Regions from separate parts of the Zea mays genome. Here region 1 is linked to region 2. The links are chromatin contacts, called in public Hi-C maps. All regions are on one chromosome and are shown on one strand. The core of a region is the stretch at or near the end of the contact, and the rest is flanking DNA. Distances in the headings are between cores, read along the strand shown. Region 1 holds the start of LOC100273033. Region 2 holds the start of LOC103636536 (protein VAPYRIN).

Region 1 (6,109 bases), core at 2,040-4,539, 270 kb after region 2:
GATTGCTCACCACAGTTCCCTGTTTCAGGTGGCTTTGTCTCTTCTTGAACCGTATCTGATTCATTGGTTCCTTCATCAGACGGAGCCTCGTTGCCTCTGCTGAGAAGACTGTGCGCTGTGTAAACTCCAGCAAAGACTGGTGCAGCGATGCCTGGGATGAAGAAGAAGTTGTCAGCAAAATCACAGCGTGGTATGCTGGGGTAGCTCCGGTACAGGCTACAGTCAGCATACTGGCATAAGCAAGTCATGTGGAGGAGAGCGACGGCGACCACAAAGGATATGTGTGCTCGCTCGTTTGGACGGCACATACCATTCTTGCATTAAACTTCCGTGAGCTCAGCAGCATCCTCTGCTACCCGTTCAGTTTGTGATCCAAATTCTAAAGAATACGGCTAAGTTGGCGAACAAAGCAGAGGCCCGTCGCCGAAAAGCTTGGACTCGACGTAGGCCAGGGACGCCTGGGGGTGTGGAGGGCTCCGCCTCCCGCGGTACGGATCGTTCCCTACTCACATTAAGTCAAGATATTGATTGTGTCTCTTAAAAGGCCCCGACTAAAAAATTAAATAAATCTTCTTTTCATGTCTACACTACATTTTTAAACTATCATTATAGCCTTTTGTCGGTGTTTATAACTACATTATACCATTTTATAATGGGAGGTGGCTTTCTCAAGAAGGAGTCACTGGGTGATGGTAAAACCGAATGTTCTACCCTCGTAAAGCCACGTCCGCCCATCGGCTTCAGGGTCTCCTGGTTTGTCTTGTTTTTTTATCACGGATGGTGTGGGCAGCATGGCCTAAGCGCCATCATTCGAGCTACGCCGACCCCTGGTCTCCGTAGCCTGGGGCTCGATGCGGCTTGTCTCGTTGTGCCGTGCAGGTGGTCTGCGCACTCGGGTCTAGTCCCGATAGGTCATGAGTGCGCCGCAGGCCAGGGTTTGTGTGGGTCGTATGTGTGCCGCAGCTCGAGGGGCTCGTAGACCATGAGTGTGAGGCGGACTGTCGCCTCTGTTGTGGCTCGGTTCCAGGCATAGTTAGTGCGACTGGTCACCTTATGGCAGATCAGTCTCGGCCAGGTGAGGGATCCATTTGAGTGATTTCCCTTCGCACCCCCCCCCTTGTGTGGTTCCTCCATGTTCGACCCCAAGCTCGGTGCCACGGGGTTCGTCCGAGGGCGGGTGCTTCGAGGGTAGACGTTTCCTCCCCCAACTGACAGACGGATCCTAGTTGCCAGAGCCTTTTCCTTAACACTCTTGTTGACCAATGGTCCTCAAGGACAAGGGACCTTATCCCTAACAGTAGCCCCCGAGGGGGAGTATCTCTTCTCAGGGGCTAATGAAGGGTCGGGTGGCGTTTGACCTCAGCGACTGTGGTACTTATTTCCTTGGGGCTCTTGGCATTGTGCTGCTATACTTTGGTGGTAATCTTCGCAATGCCATCGATCCGCCTGAGGGTTCATCAGCGGTAGAGCTGGACCTGTTGTTAGGTGATTTTGATGTTGCTGCGAACGTCGTGCTTGGGGCGATGCTATGAAGGAAATAGCACGCAATCACTCGTAGTTTCGCGATTCGTAATTTTCCATGGCTCCACGTGTGACTTAGCTGCTCTGATGACACGTATTGGTTTCAGCCCCCTGACCCCATTTTGTCTAGAGCCCTTTTTTTGGTATGGGGCGCTTTCCGTGCAATTTTCACTCGTCCGCCATACTCGTGTGGGGCGAGCCCTCGAGCCCCTGCTCGATGAAGGGGTTCGTCTGGGTGGCTTGTCCCGTCTTTTTAGTTTTACTCTCCCCTCGTATTCCCTCCGCAAGGATGGGGGAGGTGAGCCGAAACATGCTTTCCTCGATGGGCTAGCAATGTCGCTCGGTGAGTTACAAACGGGTAGGAACCATCCGAGTGAGCCCCTGGTTCCTTCCGCACGATCCAAGCGCGGAGTCCGCTAGGAACCGCCCTCATATTCCCGGGCGTCGACTCATATAGTTGTTGATTCCGTTCGACCGAAATCGACGGCTCGCTGCCTCTCTCCACGATAAACCATGAGTCAGACTCTATCATGACTTGAACATGAGCTGGTGATGCCCTTAATTTTTCGTATGTCAGGGTCCTGGCCGCTAGCGTGCCCATCTCTGGCTGCCCCTCGCTCTATTTTCGCTGGAGCGGTCGTGAGCCCTCCGCGGACCAGCCTTTGAACTCTAGAATTCACGACTGCCTTGCTGTGAGCTTTTCGTTTTTTTGGTGCAGAGGGGTTTGTTCGGATGCGGGTGGTTCTAGGATAGACATTTCCTCCTCCAGCTGGTCGGCGGGTCCTACTTGCTAGAGGTTTTTCCCTAGCGCGCTTGCTGACCGGTGGTCCCCAGGGACTGGAGATCTTATCCCGACACTTTTCATCTATTTTATACTCCATTCTTTTATACTCCATTCGCCCCAAAATATAATCCATTTTAGACTAAACATACATTGTTTAATTAATCTATGAATATAGTTTGCACGTATGTCTATATTTATTATCATTTATTTGGATGTAAACGGAAAAAGGCTACAAAGAACTATATTTTGAGACGGATGGATAGTTTGAGAATATTTTTAACTTGATTTTAAAATTTAAGTCTTACTCCAGCCGTCCTAAAATAGTAGTTATTTTAGCTCTTTGTTTTTATGTCTATATTCAAATGGATGAATATGAACCTAGACACATGTATGAAGCACATACGTTAAGTATTTGCATGAACCTGTTAATTAACTAAAACAAATTTTAATTTGGGAACAAGAGACTATTATTTTTTAATTTAATCTTTAAATAAAAGATTTATTGTGTAATTTAGTGTATGCATACCAAATAATGTTCAAATTTTAAAACTATCACTGAATTATTAAATGGTTTGACCGAAATAATGTAATCAAATGTATATATAAATATTAGCATATGCATATCTTATTGTAAAATCCAGGATACCAACTGGCGTCGGCCAGCGTTTTCTGTGACCTGCGGAAAACGACCGGTAGACAAAATTCGTAGGAAAATGGTAGCAAAAGTGTCATTTGCTCCTGCAATGCTGCTTATATCAGCCAGAACGCAAATAATGGCGAATGCCACTGCATGTGCTAATTGCTAAACAAGTCCAGCTTCACCGTATCATCGCGAATGACGAACCCGAGCCGCGTTCCCGTCCAGGTACACAGGAGCATGGGCGAGCACACAGGAGCATCATCACCTCCAGCCCCAATCATACCCACCTCGCCTGTCGTGTTGAACATCACCCGCACGGAATGACCAAACTGCACCCTGTCGACCATATACTATACTAGTACCATTCTTCTTCCCTCACCACGGAAGAGTAAAACAGTAATTTCAGAGCTGGTACCAGTCGCGTGCTATTTTAACGACTGGTTCCCGCTCGTTCGTCGGCGAGCGCCACCCACACGCCACGCCCGAGAGCGCCCGCGAAAATGACGCCGCCGGCGAGAACATCAGGCAAACGCGCGGACGCCGGCGCCAGCGCGGGCGCGATAGACGAGCCGCTGCTGCCGGAGTCCTCGGCGGGTGGGCGGCACGGCGGCGGGGCGTCGGTCTCGGGCGCCGTGTTCAACGTGTCGACGAGCATCGTCGGCGCCGGCATCATGTCGATCCCGGCAGCGATGCGGGTGCTCGGGGTGGTCCCCGCGGCGCTCCTCATCGCCGCCGTCGCCGCGCTCGCCGACGTCTCCGTGGAGTTCATGCTGCGGTACACGGGGCGGGGGTGGGGCGGCGGCGGCAAGGACGAGGCGGCCACGTCGTACGCGGGGACCATGGGCGACGCCTTCGGCCGCGCCGGCGCCGCATTGCTCAACGTCTTCGTCGCCCTTACCACCACGGGCACGCTCGTCGTCTACCTCATCATCATCGGTGAGCTAGCGGCTTCGTCGATCGAGAACGAATTCAGGTCGAATCGAGATTGTGATACCGTGTGCGCGCGCGTGCCGCAGGGGACGTGATGTCTGGGAGCGTCGGCGGAGGCGACGAGCACGCCGGGGTGCTGCAGGAGCTGTTCGGCGCGCGGTGGTGGACGGGGAGGCAGTTCGTGCTGCTCGTCACCGCCGTCTTCGTTCTGCTGCCGCTCGTGCTCCGCCGCCGTGTCGGTAAGTTGTTCACATCTGTCAGTTGCGGGGTGCATTGGTTGATTTTTTTTAGAAAGAATTCAAGAGCAATAGTTTCGTTGAGATTACATATGATCACTTGATTGAGATTGTGTGACCGCGATTGGCGAATCGTCCAATCTGATTTAATATTACAAAAATGACCTTAGCGGACGGGTGATATAATAAAGCGGTAGTATAACGCATGTGGGCATGTCGGTTTGGATCTGGCCCCAAGTTTTAAATGAAATAGACAGTTTGGTAGGCGGGGCATGGTGATGAAGAGATGATGATGATCACTCCATTTCTGTGGAGTTCCGACGTGCAGCCTGTGGCCACAATCTTATTATTGTTTGTGTTTGACATTTTCATGGGAAGATGGGTTTAACGTTTAAGTAGTTGGCATCCTGCCTTTTCCCTTGTCCTTGAGCAGAACCAAAACGCTCCATTTCTGTGGTATACTATAGTAGAAGTCCAATATTAGGCTGTCTTTAGCAACGTCCTCTATATCTATATTAGAAGGTCAATAATGAGTTCCAGTAGTATTGATGCTAGGGATGGCAACGGGTCGGATTCGGATCGAATATTGAAAATATCCGTCCGCAGTCATATCCACGGTCATAGATAATATCCGCTCGCGACTATATCCACGGGTAGAAAGTCATATCCATATTCATGCCCATCGGGTTTCGGATATCCATCGGATATGATAAAACCATTTTCAACAATTGAATAACATAATTACATAACCACTTCTAGACGTCATCCTGCTAATACACCACATTGTCATGGAACCAAATTTATTAGAACCAAACAAAACTGAACAATCAACCAATTTTATGTACAACCAAACTGAGCACTCACTGTCAAAACTGAACCAAACTGAAACAGAGGCATATGTGTGTAGTGTGTGGTGTGTGTATTAATATATATAATTCGCGTGCATTCAAAGTTGGCAAGGAATTAGTAGTAGCAGTAAACTATTCATTCAACCGTGAACGGCGAACCTGAAGGGCTGGCAGGGGCACAATCGCGAACGACGAACCTGAAGGGCGGCGCGTCGTGCTCCCGCGGCTCAGAGCAGGGCGGAGCTCAGCGCAGCTGCGCAGGGCGGGCTGACGAGTGACGCGGGTCGCCTGGGGCGTGACAGACGCAACACAGATATGCACAGGGAGCCAGGGGCGCGACGGGGGTCGGTGGCGGTGTGGGTGGCTTGCCTGGGTGACGGTGCGTAGGGGTCCGGCGGCGGACGCACGACAGGATGCTGGCTCCAGGTGTGAGGCGTCCGGCTGGCTGCATGCTGCCTGGGGATTGACCGATTGAGGGGATGGCCGGATGGGGAATTAGGGATTAGGGTGGGCTGGTGGCTTGGTGCTTTGGTGGGCTGAATGTTGCTTTGGTGGGCTAGCGCCTGGGCTCAATGGACAATGGTGGACTGGTGATTTGTTCATTAGTGTTCATGTGTGGGCCGACAATAATGGACTAATGGTTAATTTCGGATATCCAACGAATTACCCGCGGGTGAGATTTAATATCCAAATCCATGCCCACTTTATCTCGGATCGGATACAGGTCTAACTCGCGGGTCAAAAAACATATCCATATCCTAATCCGTCGGGTCGGATATCCGCCGGATATCCAAATCCACGGATTAAATTGCCATCCCTAATTGATGCAGATATTCTCTCCATCTAGTTTATGGCTCGGCTTGAAGGATGTTGAGATTGATGTGATATCGCTTGCACATGCACGACAGTACAGGCTTGGACATGATTGACACCCATTAAAAGTTTTAGAAAATACGGCCCACGGCCCACGTGACAATGACCAGCTAACAACAAACCCGGGCCCGTTTGCCAGCATTCTTGGTTCAGACCTCGTGTGTCATGTGTGTGACTCAGCTCTTATCCCAACGCCATCCCCATTCCCCACCCATCGTTTTCTCGCCCACTCGCCACGCCTACACGCTCTCGAGCTGCCGAATCCCAGATATACGCA
Region 2 (5,623 bases), core at 801-3,300:
TTTTTTGTATACTATCAGATTTTATGCTCATTTATTATGTATCACCCAGTGATATATATGTAAATTTTTTATGTGTATAATATGTGAAGGCAGTGACACATAAGAAATATGTATATTTTTCGATGTTATGCGGGGAATTGCCCCGAAATTATTTGGTGGCGACTCCCTCAGTACAACCAAAACCTGCCGCGACCATGTGCATGTGCTGACGTCCTGTACTGCCGCCGCCACCACCGACTCGGATGACCTAATTTCACGGGGGTTAGCATCAGTTGACATCACGAGCCGTGCTCGTGTCTTGGCACTCCTCTTTTTTACACGAGTTTTGCTGTGCGTGACATGTTTAATTTAGGACCGGTTTGAATCCACTGCGTTGGTAGGTACGTACATATTAGCATCTGTGGAAACCGAAATTATATTCCAGCTGAGCCAAGTGGAGGACGAATGGGGATTATGGGAGAGGTGCCTCTACAAGAACGCACATGAATGGCAGCAGATATGTGTTCCAGTCTTCCAGCTGGAACGTCTTCTGGGCGACTGTTCTGATCTGGAGACGTCCTTGGAGAGGAAGAAGTGGCTCAACCTGGCACATCCGCACATGAATAGCAGGAGATATGTATTCCAGCAGAGCTCTAGCTAAGTACTACCTCCATTTTTTTTATTTGACGTTCAACTTTATACTAACAAACATAAACTAAAAAATCGAAGGGGTAGTTAGTTTATAAATAAGACTGTTTTGATTTAATTATAAATAAGACTGTTTTGATCGACGAGAACTAATTTTGACAGCTAAATGTTAACATTAACATTAAATAAGAAAAGATGAATTATACGGAAAAAGGGAGGACGCTGAATCCTGACGCCATAAGTTCGCGTCTCAGTCAGTTGTCAGATCCAAAAACTTCCAAAGTACCAAAACCATACATGCAGCATGCTGGTCAGCACTGCTTTTGATTAAAAAGAATACAGACTGGTGCCATTGCTAGTAGGCCCGAGCCTCTCTGTCCTCGCAGAACTACATACCCTTTTTGATTCAGTATTCATATGACTTTCAATTCCTATGTTAAAGTAACATTCCTGTTTTTTTAGGAAGAATGGGACAGCTCGGGGCAGACATGTCCGTTCAGTTTGCAGAAATTTGGGTTCGGACTAAAGGTCATAGGCCCATCTGCGCGACATAGATGGATCGGCCCAATCTAAATTAGGCCTAAAAATCACATGCGCCACGGGATTGGGCCTAAAAAAGCAGTCTGAAGTCTGGAGTCAAGAAAACCGGTAAAACTTGGGTTTATCTTCGAACCGGTTGGGATTTGACTACTTTTTATGTACAACATCATCGAACGCATCAAACTGAAAACTCCGTACCGTATATAGTAAAATAAATATATCTATAAAAATCAAAGTACTATATAATTTAGACCGGAGGAAATATCTCCTTGGATTAAAAAAACAAGGCCTAGCTGTCTAAACTCCGAGTATACAGATATGATGATGACTCATTGACACGCTCGAATTTCTATCCTGAAACTCTCTGTCACATATATATATATGCTGCAAGCATTTCATGCACGGCGCGCGAGTTCTACCGCTTGCACATGATGCACGACGCATAAAAACGAGAAGGGTAAAGAGTTGTTTCGTAGCGGCGACAGGCAGGGGACGCAGGAGGGGTACGTATATATATATTTTTTCTACTTCTGACCGGGGCCTGCGGGCAGGCGCGTAGAGCCAAGCCGCGCGTATATAGGGCCTGTTTGGTTCACTACCTCAGTTGCCACACTTTGCCTAACTTTTCTGCCTAAGGTTAGTTATTCAATTCGAACGACTAACCTTAGACAAAGTGTGGCACATTTAGCCACAAACCAAACAGGCCCATAATGCGTGCGTGACGCTGGAGCACGCGGACGGGGCCAAGGCGCCAAGCCCGGGTTTCGTGCCGATTCGTCCGCGACAAACAGCAATTTGAGGGGAGGGCGTCGGCACATGGCTGCACAGCCGCGGCGGCGACGTCGCGCGAGGAAGTGGCCTGTTGGCATGGGGTCCTTTCACGAGGGCACAGTAGTGTGCCCGGTGGCTGCTTGTTCTTCCGAATGGGACGCGTGCGGGCCTGCCGCCTGCTCGCCCGTAGACGTAGCCCTGCTCCATCATTCCCCAATGGTCCCTTTGTTTATCATGCACTCGAGGGCCACAAGGGATCCAGCCATCTCCCCGTCCAGGGAATCCGCACGGACTATGTGCAGAGCTGTGGTCATCAAGGTACCGGTACCGGGGGACGCCGCTGCATGATGTGTCCTGCCGACTGCCGAGTGCTCACGCCTCACGCCATATATCGCAGTGGCACAGAAGATCAACATTCCTTTCTCGCCCATCCATCCAGCAGCGTGACGTGAAAAGCGTCGTCCTAGGTAGATAGCCACACCATTCCATTGCCCCGGCCCCCGGGCACTCCTCTCCTTCCATACTATACTCTCGCGCGGCGAGCTCCTCGAGCTCGCTCCCCGTTCCAAGCTAGCTAGAAAATGGCCGCGGCGGAAGCAGCCTCCTCCGCGCCGGCGCCCGAGCATCTCCTGGAGGTGGAGGACGACGAGGTGATGATCGACTTCAAGCCCAACGCCAAGTGCCGCGCCGACCTCCGCCTCCGCTCCCTGCACCCGTCCCTCCCCGTCGCCTTCAAGGTCCAGACCTCCTCCCCGCTCAAGTTCCTCGTCAGCCCGCCGCGCGGCGCCGTGCCGCCGCTCTCCTCGGCGTCCCTGCGCGTCGTGCTCCGCCCGCAGCCGCACGCGCCGCCGTCCTTCCCGCGCTCCCGCGCCGACCGCTTCCTCGTCCTGTCCTCGCTCTCCGCGGCGCGCCTCGACTCCGTGGGAAGCAGCAACGACGGCGGCGGCGGCGGGGGCGGAGTCAGGGCCGTCCGCCTCCGCGTGTTCTTCGGCGGGCCGTACCTTCTCCGCCTCGCCGCGGACGCCGGAGACGCCGCGGCCGTGCGCCTCATCCTGCGCCGGCAGCCGCACCTGCTGCCGTTCCTGGAGCACCAGCAGGCCGCCGCGGCGCCCGACGCCGGCGAGCAGCAGTGGGCGCCGCTGCACGCGGCGGCCGCCAGGGGGGACTGCGGGGAGCTGAGGCGGCTGGGGCCCGAGGCGCTGGCCGCGCGTGACCGCGAGGGGAGGACGGTCCTGCACGCGGTCGCCGCGGCCGGCGAGGCCGAGGCGGTGGCGGTGCTGGTGGACATGGGCGCCGACACGTCGGCGGTCGACGCGCGCGGGAGGACTCCGCTGGACGTCGCGCGCGACAAGGGATACGTAAGCGCTCTCGATCCACTCCCAATCTACCTGCTGCTTGTCCTTCTTACAGTCCTGTACCAACTACCAACACTCGCGCATCGAATTCGGATGCCTCTTCTTTAACTGGCTGGACATAGATCCGCCGCCATATACAAACAGCCCTTGCGGTAAACCCGCGCCTGTCACTAACGAACGCAACACGAGAAGAGACACAGGCCGGAATCACGCCATGGACCAGCCTCAGGCCGCACGCAACTTGGCTTATGCGAGCCGCGTAGCTGTGCTCGTGAACCATGATAGGAACGGCCCGGTCGAGTAGGACGAGCGACGACGTACGATAGTATTAGCTAACGCATGCATGGCCAGGCCATTATTCTTGTCTTGACCAAAGACCAATAATGTAATCAGTGTAACGGCGGAGGTGTTGTCAATTTTTGCCCAGTGCAGCAAGAAGTGGTGGACGTCCTGGAACGGTGGGAGCTGGTGATGACGGCGGCGAGGCGAGGCGACCTCGGGAGCCTCGAGTCCCTGCTCAGCAAGCGCGCCGGCGTCCGCGGGCGCGACCAGTACGGCCTCACGGCGCTGCACCTGGCCGCGATCAAGGGACACGGCGACGCGATCGCGCTGCTCGCCGGGCCGGGATGCATGGACGTCGAGTGCGAGGACGTGGAAGGGCACAGGCCGCTCCACCTCGCCGTCGAGGGAGGCCACGCGGAGGCCGTGGAGCTGCTGCTCGACATGGGCGCCGACGCCAACGCCCGGACCAGGCGCGGCGCCACGCCGCTCCAGATGGCGGAGGCCATGGGGTACGAGGCCATCGCTCAGCTCCTGTGCGCGAGAGGTGCGGAGGTGGCCGCCGCGTCGGCGTTGTGCGCCGCGTCGTCGTCTTCATCGTCCATATCGTGCGCCTGATTTGCTGCCGGTTATCGGTTGGGAGAGACTGTTGGACGGACACGAAGGCTTGTTTGTTTCCGCTGCTGCTCCTGCTGTGCGTGAGCCGAGAGATGCCTACAGCCGCCGTGGCTGGCTTTAAAGTAAGAAGAAGCGAACCCGTCCGAAATTGTACTGTACTGTATAGTGGTTTGTTCTGCTTTGTTGGGAGAGTAGCTCATTGTTGAGACGGTCGATTGCTATACGCGGCGTGCTGGTGGAAAAAAAACATTCGCTATGCAATTGCAGTGCTTTACATGTTCCTCAATCATCATAAGTATTATTATTCTAAGAAAGTGGAAGTAAGTAGTATTTGGTGTAACTTGGAACAGCAAACTGAACACCCAAACTTGCAAAAAATCAGCACAACAGCAGTGCACGGACTAACCAATTCATCCGAACTGAATACAGTTCCCAGTTAAAAATTAGGTTCCGTTCGACTGTACTGTTTCTGTTTGGCTGGTAGAAACCACAAAAAACCCTGCCAAAGGACCCAAACCTTGGTGTTCGAAGACAGAAACCGTTTGAAATGTTTGTTCCTTTTACTTATCAAGTACAGGATAAATTACTTCAAGGACCAGTTAGTCAGACGATTTTCCAAGAAACGAAAACCCTACCAAAGAAACATTTTCATGGAGTTTGTAACAAAAACCCAGAGGATGACGTGGAGGGAGTCAGAGAGACAAGGACTACATACATGCATGCCTGATCAAGCGCAGAAGAAAACTATCCCCATCCAAGTTCCTCAACTCTTCTCTGTATCTGGAGGTGTCTGTCAAGCGACCTTCATCCAGAGGAGTGCTTGCTCCAGCAGGATGGGCCCAGAAGCCCAGAACAGCCTGGAGATAGGAGTAGGACACAAATTTCCTACAATCCGTGACTAGGCATACGACAAGGTTGACGGACCAGGAGAGGAGATAGGACGCACGTGCTGCCCAGGTCCACACATTTCGTCAGATAAGAGCTATCAGAACTGGTCACGCCAACAAAGAAAGCAGTCCACAAGCCAACTGGATCGGAATCAATGCAAACCAAATCAAATTCACTAGTAACATTCGTCCACAACACTCTACTAGTAGCGGAGCAAGTAGTGCTGTTAGAGAGTGAATATGTTGAGATGTGCTCCCCTAACATGCATGGCGCAGAAGCAATAAAAAAAAATGGCGCAGAAAACCAAGCATGAGTTTCAAGCAACTTTCTTCGTAAAAAGTCTTTTGCATACCAGCACGGATCATTTGGATCGGAAGCAAAGGAGAGCTCCCATTTTTCAGCGAACTCCTCGCCTTTAAGGCAGGGTTTCAAGTTTCAGTGCAGTTACACAGGATTGAAGAATTGCCCATTGTTCTTGAATTTCCTCTCTTTTAATAGGTTGTTGTAGTTGTTTCGGCCCTATGCTGCTTTCCTTTTCTTTTCTT

Evidence for each region. Hi-C and Micro-C count contacts between places; a contact is called where the count stands out from the background.
Region 1: a Hi-C map of leaf shows a contact between it and region 2, with 6 times the contacts expected there. The contact joins the promoter of LOC100273033 here to the promoter of LOC103636536 in region 2. A contact is called at or near these places in 2 of 25 Hi-C or Micro-C datasets (both in leaf).

What each region holds. Positions count from the first base shown.
Region 1 is chr8:176,609,542-176,615,650 of Zm-B73-REFERENCE-NAM-5.0, forward strand. LOC100273033 reads left to right here and starts at 3,290. Exons shown (of 5, transcript NM_001152605.1): 1 at 3,290-3,881; 2 at 3,962-4,114. The coding sequence starts at 3,446.
Region 2 is chr8:176,336,333-176,341,955 of Zm-B73-REFERENCE-NAM-5.0, forward strand. LOC103636536 (protein VAPYRIN) reads left to right here and starts at 2,051. Exons shown (of 2, transcript XM_008658882.3): 1 at 2,051-3,296; 2 at 3,726-4,476. The coding sequence starts at 2,520. The coding sequence ends at 4,190.